2 separate regions of the Neogale vison genome follow, and region 1 is linked to region 2. Evidence: chromatin contacts called from public Hi-C data. All regions are on one chromosome and are shown on one strand. Each heading gives the region's core, a stretch centred on a gene start, on an enhancer-like site or on the middle of the called end of the contact. The rest is flanking DNA. Distances are from core to core; before and after follow the strand shown. Region 1 holds the start of LEKR1 (leucine-, glutamate- and lysine-rich protein 1). Region 2 holds the start of LOC122908632 (protein mono-ADP-ribosyltransferase TIPARP).

Region 1 (4,473 bases), core at 630-3,129, 150 kb after region 2:
TTTTAAAAAAGTAACAACTTTCATAACTCTTCATCTGTGCTGTGGTCTTCAGGGATAACGCCTTTCACTGCTATTTTTTAACAAACGCTATTCGTCACAATTTATTAACTCTCTTTATCCTTGAAATTCTTACTGGGCCTACTGCTCCCTGTTCAGAACTTTCTCTGATGATGATAATGTTCTAAATATGGGTAGCCTGATGCTGTGGCAATACTGAACACTAGTACTGTGGCTAGTGCAATAAAGGAATTTTTAAATTTAATTTTGATTAGTCAGACGCGGCTATCTAATTGGACAGTATAGGTCTAAGGGACATTTGTGGTGTGGATGCTTATGGTGGGAGGAAAACTGGTCTCAAGGCTATGTAGAGATGACTAAGGACAGATGAAATTAAATCACAGAACGAATTACAGCCTTTCAACTTTATCTTCTTCCACCCTTAAGGTGTTTCCTTTCCTTTCCTTATCATATACACGGAGTACTCAATAAATATTATTGCCTCAGAAAAGTCACCTTGCTTTAGGTGTACAGTTTTTGTTCCAGATAAAGCACTCAGTGGACCTAGATGAACTCCTTTTTTTATGCCTCATGTCTAAATCCCATTACTGAGAACAATCTTACCTTCATTGTCCCTCAAAGAAACATGCTGAACATAAACAGCTTTTGAAAGTCCTTTGCACTTCTCATAAGCATGCCCTACCTGATCACTTTGTTGGCTGTCCTCTACTCCCCTTAACCTCTTCAATCCTCTTATTGCTTACCTTTTCCAAATGGAGAAAAACGGTCTTTGAGGGGATGGAATCTCAAAGTCGTTGGTAGGCGTTGGGGCAAAAATATCCGCCGGGTTAAGTGTACAGGGTATATCTACCTCTAAGACTTTGGGGAACAAGGCTTTTAGGAGTGTTCACTACTTCATGCTGTCATTTTCATTAATAAACAGCTCTCACCAGCAGTTTGACTACCGTTTCAGCACTGCTCTGCATGGTTTGGTCACCTCTAAATCTATGTTTTAACTAGTTTTCTCTTTCTTAAACCTTACTTCATTCGAAAGTAACAAGTCTCTTTCCATGCTAGTGAGCCACATACGATTTTTCTTGTAAGAGCTACATTTTCGACTTCATATACCTCGGAAAGGTGAGATTGGGACTATTAAAGAGTCACTTGAAAATCACACCAATAGCTGCCCCTACCTGGGTTAGTCACAGAATCACCCCATTCCGGTATGCAGTGCTTGTCTCTTAGTAGTAGGTCATTAATAAGCACTTGCTTTATGAAGGAAGAGTCACGTGTAAAGCTACGCAGCCTCCTGTAAATAACTTGTGTACGAGGGCAGTCTCAAGGTACCTTCTGAATGAGCCTTACTACATCCCGAGTACTTTGGGCTATAAAAATTGTAACGCCTTCCCAATTGCCCTCGTGGCAATGCCAATGACCAGAGCTTCCCTTCATACTCATGACCTCTTCAACAGGCTTCTCTCCTCTTGGCGCTCAATATTATAATTGCCCACTGTTGTGTCCGCTTTGCGGGCTCTAGAGCCAGGGATCAGAGGTACAGGGACCTAGGTCACCACTGCAGGCTGAGTCTCTCTCCACCCACTTGAACCTAGGGACATTTCTCTTCTCAGCAACTTCTACTAGGACTCCAGCCTGCCCTCCCCCACGTTCGTCTTCGCGTCCCCTCGCAAAACACTCTGTATAAGACAACCTCCACCCTACCCCCCGCCCCCTCACTCCCCGCAAACCCCGTCAAGAGCTTTCCGATTTCTGCCAGGCGCTTGGGGCCCCAGGCGTAGCAAGGGAGCCCCGCTCTGCGTTGGCGAACGGCGTGGGCCGTGACGTCACTGCGCCCTGACGTCGAGCCGACGCGTAGCTTTGGTCTCCCGGGAGACCGCGAAAGCCGTTCGCACTCGGAGTGGAGGTCTAGGTGAGACAATGAATGACTTCCTTGAGTCCCCCCCGGGCCTACCCAGTCCTCGGGACGCAGTTCCGGAGCGGAGGCGTGCTGACACCGGGGGAGAGGGCCGGAAGGCTGAGCCGCGGCGCCGCGGCAAGGGAATGTGGCCCCGAGCGTCGCCCCCGCACCCCTTTGCGGCCCCTGCACAGCTTCCGCGAGTCTGCTTGGCCCGGGCGTCCTCTACCGAGAGCGCAGCTCGTCCTCCGCCCTGCACCCTCCTCTTCCTCCTGCCACAGCAGGTCCCGAGGGTACGGGGTTAGAAGGGGACGAGTTTCAAAATCCAGCAGTCTTAGCTGGCCTTGCAGTTGGTTTCTATTTGGAAAATCCCGCCGCTTCAGGAATGTCTTAGAACGTGAACTTCGTTTCACCTGACCGTGACCTGCTCGTTTGCGGGTGATTCACACCAGGGGAAGGGTGTGTTTACGGAAGGGCCCGAAAGCTGAACGTGAGTTAAAAGCCCAACGTGACACTGCTGTGAGGAAGGGAATCGGAAGTGAACAATCCAGGACGTTGCTTTGTTTTCGACATCTTCCTCGTGATCCTGTTAAAGAGCAGGTTCACAAATACTTAGTGGTTGCTGCCAGTTTCACCGCACCTCTTGCTCAAGGGCAGCCTGCATGTATGTAATGTGAAAGAATAAAAGAAACTGACTTCATAAAACATGCAAAATGAGCCTTACTACAAATGAGAGTGTAGTTTCTATAATGGCTTACACTAAATGAGCCTTACTACAAAATGAGAGTGAAGTAATAATTTAAAAAATTGCCGTGTTGCCAAAGGGGAAAGAGACTTTCCCCCTCCCTTTCTTGAGAAACTTTGTATTTGTGAATGTTTCCACCGTTCCTTTAATACCGATGCAATTTTTAAAAAGACTCAATTTTTCTTGAGGACTTGAGAAAAATTTCTTTAAAATGTAAACATCAAGGAAGCTATCTGTCACCTTGGAAATTTCACCTAGGCTCCTTACATTAGTACCAAGGGCTCTGTCCTAGAGATTTGTATTCCTTAGAACAGTCGCAATTAACTAGCGCAGATAGCTTCTTCAATTACTAGGTAAATTGAAAACAAACTACGAAATTGTATAACAGACTGTACTGAGAATGAGTTACCGTTTCTCTTGAGAAGATGTATGTAATGGATTGTATCTACACAGTTATATATAAAAAAGTGGAGTTACTTTCTGTCTTTGTGGAGGTACTGTCTTTGTAGTCTCATTAGCAGATTGGCTCTGATGTGCATCACAAACTAGTTAAATGCTTATTCAGTAATAAGACTGTTTTCTTTCTGCATTGTGGAGAGATTTTTCGGGTTGGCAGTATTTAATTCTTCAGTAATCAGAACCTGCCAAATTTCCTCACTTTCTATAATAAGGCTACAAAGTTGGAATAGCTTTAGAGATAAAGAGGATACTAAACAAAAACTGTTCCACTGGACCCTTGTTTATACGTCACTAGATCCATACTCTCAAATTTTATGGGTGGAATTTAAAAAGATTTCGTTGGTAATTTTAGGAAAAATTCTACTCCCACCAGAGTTTAATTAAGGTGATGCCATCTTATTTTACTGATGGTGAGTCCATTGTAAAATGACAGAAGAGAGAATAATGAGCCTTCTGTGAATAATGAGCTCTTGCCACATCAGAGACAGTCTGCTGAACATCAGATTATTATGTACTTGGCTATGTGGGCCTATGTTAGCTATGTCAGTTAACTTTACCACATACACACATTATCTTTATATGGGAAGATAGTTCATTAGTTATGTTTTTAAAAAGCATCTCATTAAAACAGCAGGCTTTGTGTTAACACAGGGGATGAGGAATTTTCTTTCCAACAATAGTTGCATGATTAAAAAAAAAAATACTGCTACTACAGAAATTTTTGTCAACTACAATTTCCCTAACACCTTGTAGTGGCTGAGGTTGCTGTCTCTGATAGAGTACTCCGCCTCCAGTCTATCTTTGTGTCAAAATCATGCTCTGATCAAAAGCAGACGGCTTCAGGAAGCCTTCCATAGTTTCCAATTCCCACCCAAAAGATAAGACAGGTTTCTTTTCTGAACTCCTAGGTTGTTCCTTCTCTACCACTCCTGGCCCTCAGACTTTCTTCCTTGCTATGGAATTGTGCCTGTTCATACTCTGCTGTCCTCTTTCTACTCGTCACTCCTTAGATGTATATATAAACATTTCTTATGAAACTGGACTGTGTATTCTCTCTCCATAGTTGGGAAAGATTTAAAAAAAAAATAAATAAAAACCCGAAAGTACTTCCTTCAGTCACCTTGTGTAGTTATAACAAAGTAGTGATAGAATTTTATGTTGAGTTCTTTTATTACAAAATGAAAATCTGGGGCACCTGGGTGGCTCAGCGGGTTAACCCTCTGCCTTCGGCTCAGGCCATGGTCTCAGGGTCCTGGGAGCTTGGGGCTCTCTGGTCGACGGGGAGCCTGCTTCCCCCTCCTGCTCTCTGCCTGCCTCTTTGCCTACTTCTGATCTCTGTCTGTCAAATAAATAAATAAAA
Region 2 (4,412 bases), core at 549-3,048:
CCTAGGCATCACCAAGCAGAACTGAGCCACATGCACTAGGCACTGTCTGAATTCCTAAGCCAGAGAATCCAGAATTATGGGAAAATAAGAACTGTTATTCTAAATCACTAAATTTTGGGGTGGTTTGTACACAGCAATAAATAACTGAACTGCTACGAAAATAAAAATAATGTATAACTTATTGGTGGGAGAGAATAGAATTAAAAATATTTAATCCAAAAGAAGGCATGAAATGTAAGGACCATAGAACAGATTGAGACAAAGACCAAATAGTAAAAATGGTAGATTTAAACTTAGATACTTGCTTCTAGGTAACTCTATGTAGGGGTAGGCACAGACCAAGATACTGTCTTAATACAGCTGTTAAGCCTGAAAATTCTATCTTACCTATTAGTGTCTGAATTCTGTCCATATCATTACTATCTTAGTTGAATGGCCATGACTTGATGCAATTTTAAATAAGCCGCTGGGGAGGTACTACCCTTAATCTATTTTTTGCTGGTGTTTCACCCAATCTGGTTTAGAAGAGTTTAAGAAAGCTTGAAACCATTATCTCTACTACTACTGCTGCTTAGCTACTATTTTTACAGGCTTTCATGTTTTGTAAGGGAATAGTTGGCTTTTTCAACCCAGAAACTCTCCGAATTATGGAATTCAGTCGGTTTAGATTTCAGGCCACCGGCAGAGAGCATCTCTTCGCAAGCAGTGTTCCCTTCTCCTTTTCTGCCAGCTACTGGGGGATATAGCCATAATTAACTTTGAGCAAAAGGGTCTTTCTCCTCCGATATAGAGCGATTATATGAATTTAACGTAGTGCCTCTACTTCTATCACTGAAATTCAATATAGGAAGGGCATTTTATAGTCCAGAAACTATAGCAAAGACTTTTATAGACCAAGACATTTTATAGTCCAGAAACTATAGCAAATTCACATGCAGTGTATATTTTAAACACGAATACATGGTGTTCTGCAAGTTCCATGAAAAGAGGCATGGCGTCCGAGTTGATCAGGGCTGTAGCCTAAACCTAGTTGCATGCCTGGCACGGAACAGGCACTCGACAAACATTTGTTGAATGAATAAATTATAGTCATTACGGTACTTAAAAGCTTTCTAGAACAGATTCGCGCTTCTACCGTCAAAGCCCCAAAGCCGAGTTTCCCTTCTGTCAGGCTACGTTCCCCCTGAAACAGGCGCGCTAGCGACGGCGGCGGAGAGGCTGCCGACTCGGGTACGCGGCTGGGCCACCCGTCAGGCTTGGGGCGGGCGACCCCGTCTGGCCACAGCGGCTGTAGCAGCCGTTTGCCTCCTGTCGGGGTCCCGCGGCGTCAAGGGCAAGAGGCGTTTTGTGAGGAGGCAAATAAAGCCAACCGCACAGAAACGGCTCGTTCTGTCTCACATCCTCTCTCGGGTGCCCGGGTTTCCTCGGAACACAGTGACCCTCCGTGTCTGCGGGCAGGTAGAGCCTGCCCCACGCTGCCCACACTTCCCCTCCTCACAGCCGCGCGCTCCCCAACGCGCGCAGACCTGAACTCGCCGGTACCCAGCCGGCGCGCGGAAGGACACGCCCCCTCGCGGGAACACGCGGCCATCGCACGCACACTTCGCGCGCCTCCCTGCAAGCGAGCGCGCACGCGCACGTGGGGCGGGCCTCCTGCGCGGCACCCACTGAGCGCCGGGCCCTCTCACCCCACCCCTCTTCCCTCGCTGCTCTGGCTCCGCCTCCGCGACGGGACAGCCGAGAGGAGGCGACCGGAAGCCACTTTAAAGCAGAGCTCCCGGTGACAGGCGAGAGAGCTGGTTCGGCAGTGCGGTCGCGGCTTTCTGCGCTCCCGGCGGCGGAATGGCCCGTGCGCTGCTTGTCGCGTCTCCGGCCTGCGACCCTTAGACGCCCAAGCCCGCTCTCCGCGCCAATCCTCCCGCGCGGACGCTACCAGCGAGCCGGCGGTGCGGCGGCGACTCGGCTCCTGCGGACGCTTCTCTCAGGCTGCTCGATCAGGTGAAGGGCTCCGGGTGGGCTCTGAGGGGCGGGCGAGAGACCCTAGCTGGGATGGCGGGCGCGGACGGTGGCGCCGGCCTCGCAGCCTTTCGGGGGATCTAGGGTGATTGATATTTAGACTGTGCGTTTTCTTCCTGCCGAATTCATTCGGATCCAGTCAGTATCGGGATGGAATTGGCTTACACTTACTAATCACTTACGGCCTCGGGCAGGTGTATAAATCGGAGGGAGACACTGAAGGGTTTAGTCGCGGTCGCCGGCGTCTCCGGGTTCCCACTTGGTCTGGGTGGGCGCGGGGGGGCGCGTCTATGCGGCCTCCCCCGCCGGGCGGACCCCGAGCGCTCTGAGGCGGAGGAGCAGTTCGCAGATCGAGGGGCCGGGCACGGCAGCTGAGGGGAGCCTTCCGGCAGACCCGCATTCCGGCTGCAGCCCAGAAGTTTGCAGGCTGTTTTCAGATCAACTTTGAAGGCGCAGAAGTGTTCGCCTGTTTCCTCGCCGCCACCCCGAGAGCCGCCGACCGCGTTTCCCCTTGCACCTCTCGGCTCCTTTCTGCGAGCCTCCGAGACTGGCAGGACGATCCTGTCGGGAAGGTCGGTTGAGGAGGCGAGGAAGAAATTAACTGTGGAAGGCGCCGTGAGGGGCTTCTGGGATGGAGGGAAGCCTGGGCGGGGCGGGGGTGCTCGTTGGGACCAGGCTGCAGCGAGGGTTCGGGGGCGCTCCGTTGCCTGCCGAGGGGCATTGAGGGGGTGGGATGCTCCGGAACGCCGGGAATTGGTCGAGCCCGGCCGCGCCTCAGCTGCGCTGCGCTGCGCGGAGTTGGCCCGGCCCGGGGGGCGGAGCTGCGAAAACCGCCGCGGCCGGCAGGAGGCGTCTCTCGGACCCGGGCTCGGCGTCCCGGAGTCGCGTCGCGGCTGGTCGACGAGGAGTCCTGAGTTTGCAGATGGTGGTTGTCCGCGCTCGGTGCCAGGGGCCGGGAGTCCCGGAGGACTGGGGACGTCACGAGGCGAGGGGTGGAGCGGTAGGTCGCCTGCAGCGGGGGACCGGAGGAACTGTCCTTCCAGTCTTTATTTTTCTGTTATGCAAACTAATTGAGGAACTAGGTTCTAGTGACTTCCCCACTCCAGCCACTCCTCAGTTCTCTGCTTTCTTTCAGAGCCTGGCGGAGGGCAATAACAAAAGTTATAGTGTGTGTGTATGGGTGTGTGTATATACACGTCCAGTGTCTCTTTTCCCTTGATTGGAGGTGAGAGGAATGGCGTGTGTGTGAGTGTGTGACCGCGCGCGTGCGCGCATAGACACGCGAGGGAAGACACAAGCGGATTTAGTGTGGTGTAGAGGGAATACCACAATCTGTGCCAATTGTGCCTTGAGGCAAGATCACCAAGTGATGAATAATAACGCCTGGCTTGGCTGCTTTCCAGTTGATTTATGTCTTATGTCAAGTCCCTCCTTGTGAAGCTTTCCCTAACAATGCCAGCTCACACTGAACTCTTTCTGCCTTTTTCTTTTGTACTTACCGTGTGCACTAACACCTGGTTATATACAGTTGAGCATTGAAGAACAGGGATTTGAACTTTCCGGGGTCGCCTATATGCGGAATTTGTACAGCACTATGAACGTGTTTTCTCTTTCCTGCAATATTCTCAATAACATTTTCTTTTCTTTAGCTTACTTTGTTGTAAGAATACAGTATATAATACATATAACACAGAACGTGTTAATCAACTGTTAATTCTGGTCGGCAGTAGGCTATTAGTAGTTAAGTTTTTCGAGAGGCAAAAAGTTAAAAGCGGATTTTTCCAGGGGTGAGTTCCCTGAACCGTCCCCACTCCGGCCTAGTTCAAGGGTTAACTGTACTGTGTTTTTGTTTATTTCTGAGTTTGTTCATTATGAATGTTCTATACATAGATTCATGAATCTCTCCAATGAGATCTTTAATACTTGTTATTCTGGGTAGTTTTATCATTCTGTTGTTGACCTATAAAGGCTAACAGAACTACTCATTTAACAGGTGCATTTTCCTCAGTGATTCGGTTAAAAAATATTATAGAGCACCCACCGTGTGCATTGTACTCACATGGTACTGATCAGTTGGGAGGAGTATTTGATGAAGTCATGGGCCCTAACATCAATGATCTCTTATTCCTTTGGTCATTTGGCCAAGAGAGAAGATTAATTGCTCATCACCAGCTCTTCCATCGCGTACAATGCTTAGTAAATATTTTCAGAATTGGTTAATGAATGTTAGACTGTGGAGAGAACTGTCATTTTACAAAGTTTTCTTTGCTTTTTACTTTAGGTTTTAGTTTTCTGATTCTTTGAAAACAGCACTTTTTTTGGTCTCAGGAGTTCATTAGGAAACACACATTTGGTGTGTGTTTTTTATTCTTGTATTATTTTTCTATAACATGCTT

Evidence for each region. A called contact is a pair of places that touch in the nucleus more often than the background predicts.
Region 1: a Hi-C map of fibroblasts shows a contact between it and region 2, with 4 times the contacts expected there. The contact joins the promoter of LEKR1 here to the promoter of LOC122908632 in region 2. A contact is called at or near these places in 2 of 3 Hi-C or Micro-C datasets (fibroblasts and muscle).

What each region holds. Positions count from the first base shown.
Region 1 is chr6:82,131,195-82,135,667 of ASM_NN_V1, forward strand. LEKR1 (leucine-, glutamate- and lysine-rich protein 1) reads left to right here and starts at 1,880. Exons shown (of 11, transcript XM_044251664.1): 1 at 1,880-1,924.
Region 2 is chr6:81,979,030-81,983,441 of ASM_NN_V1, forward strand. LOC122908632 (protein mono-ADP-ribosyltransferase TIPARP) reads left to right here and starts at 1,799. Exons shown (of 6, transcript XM_044251660.1): 1 at 1,799-1,998.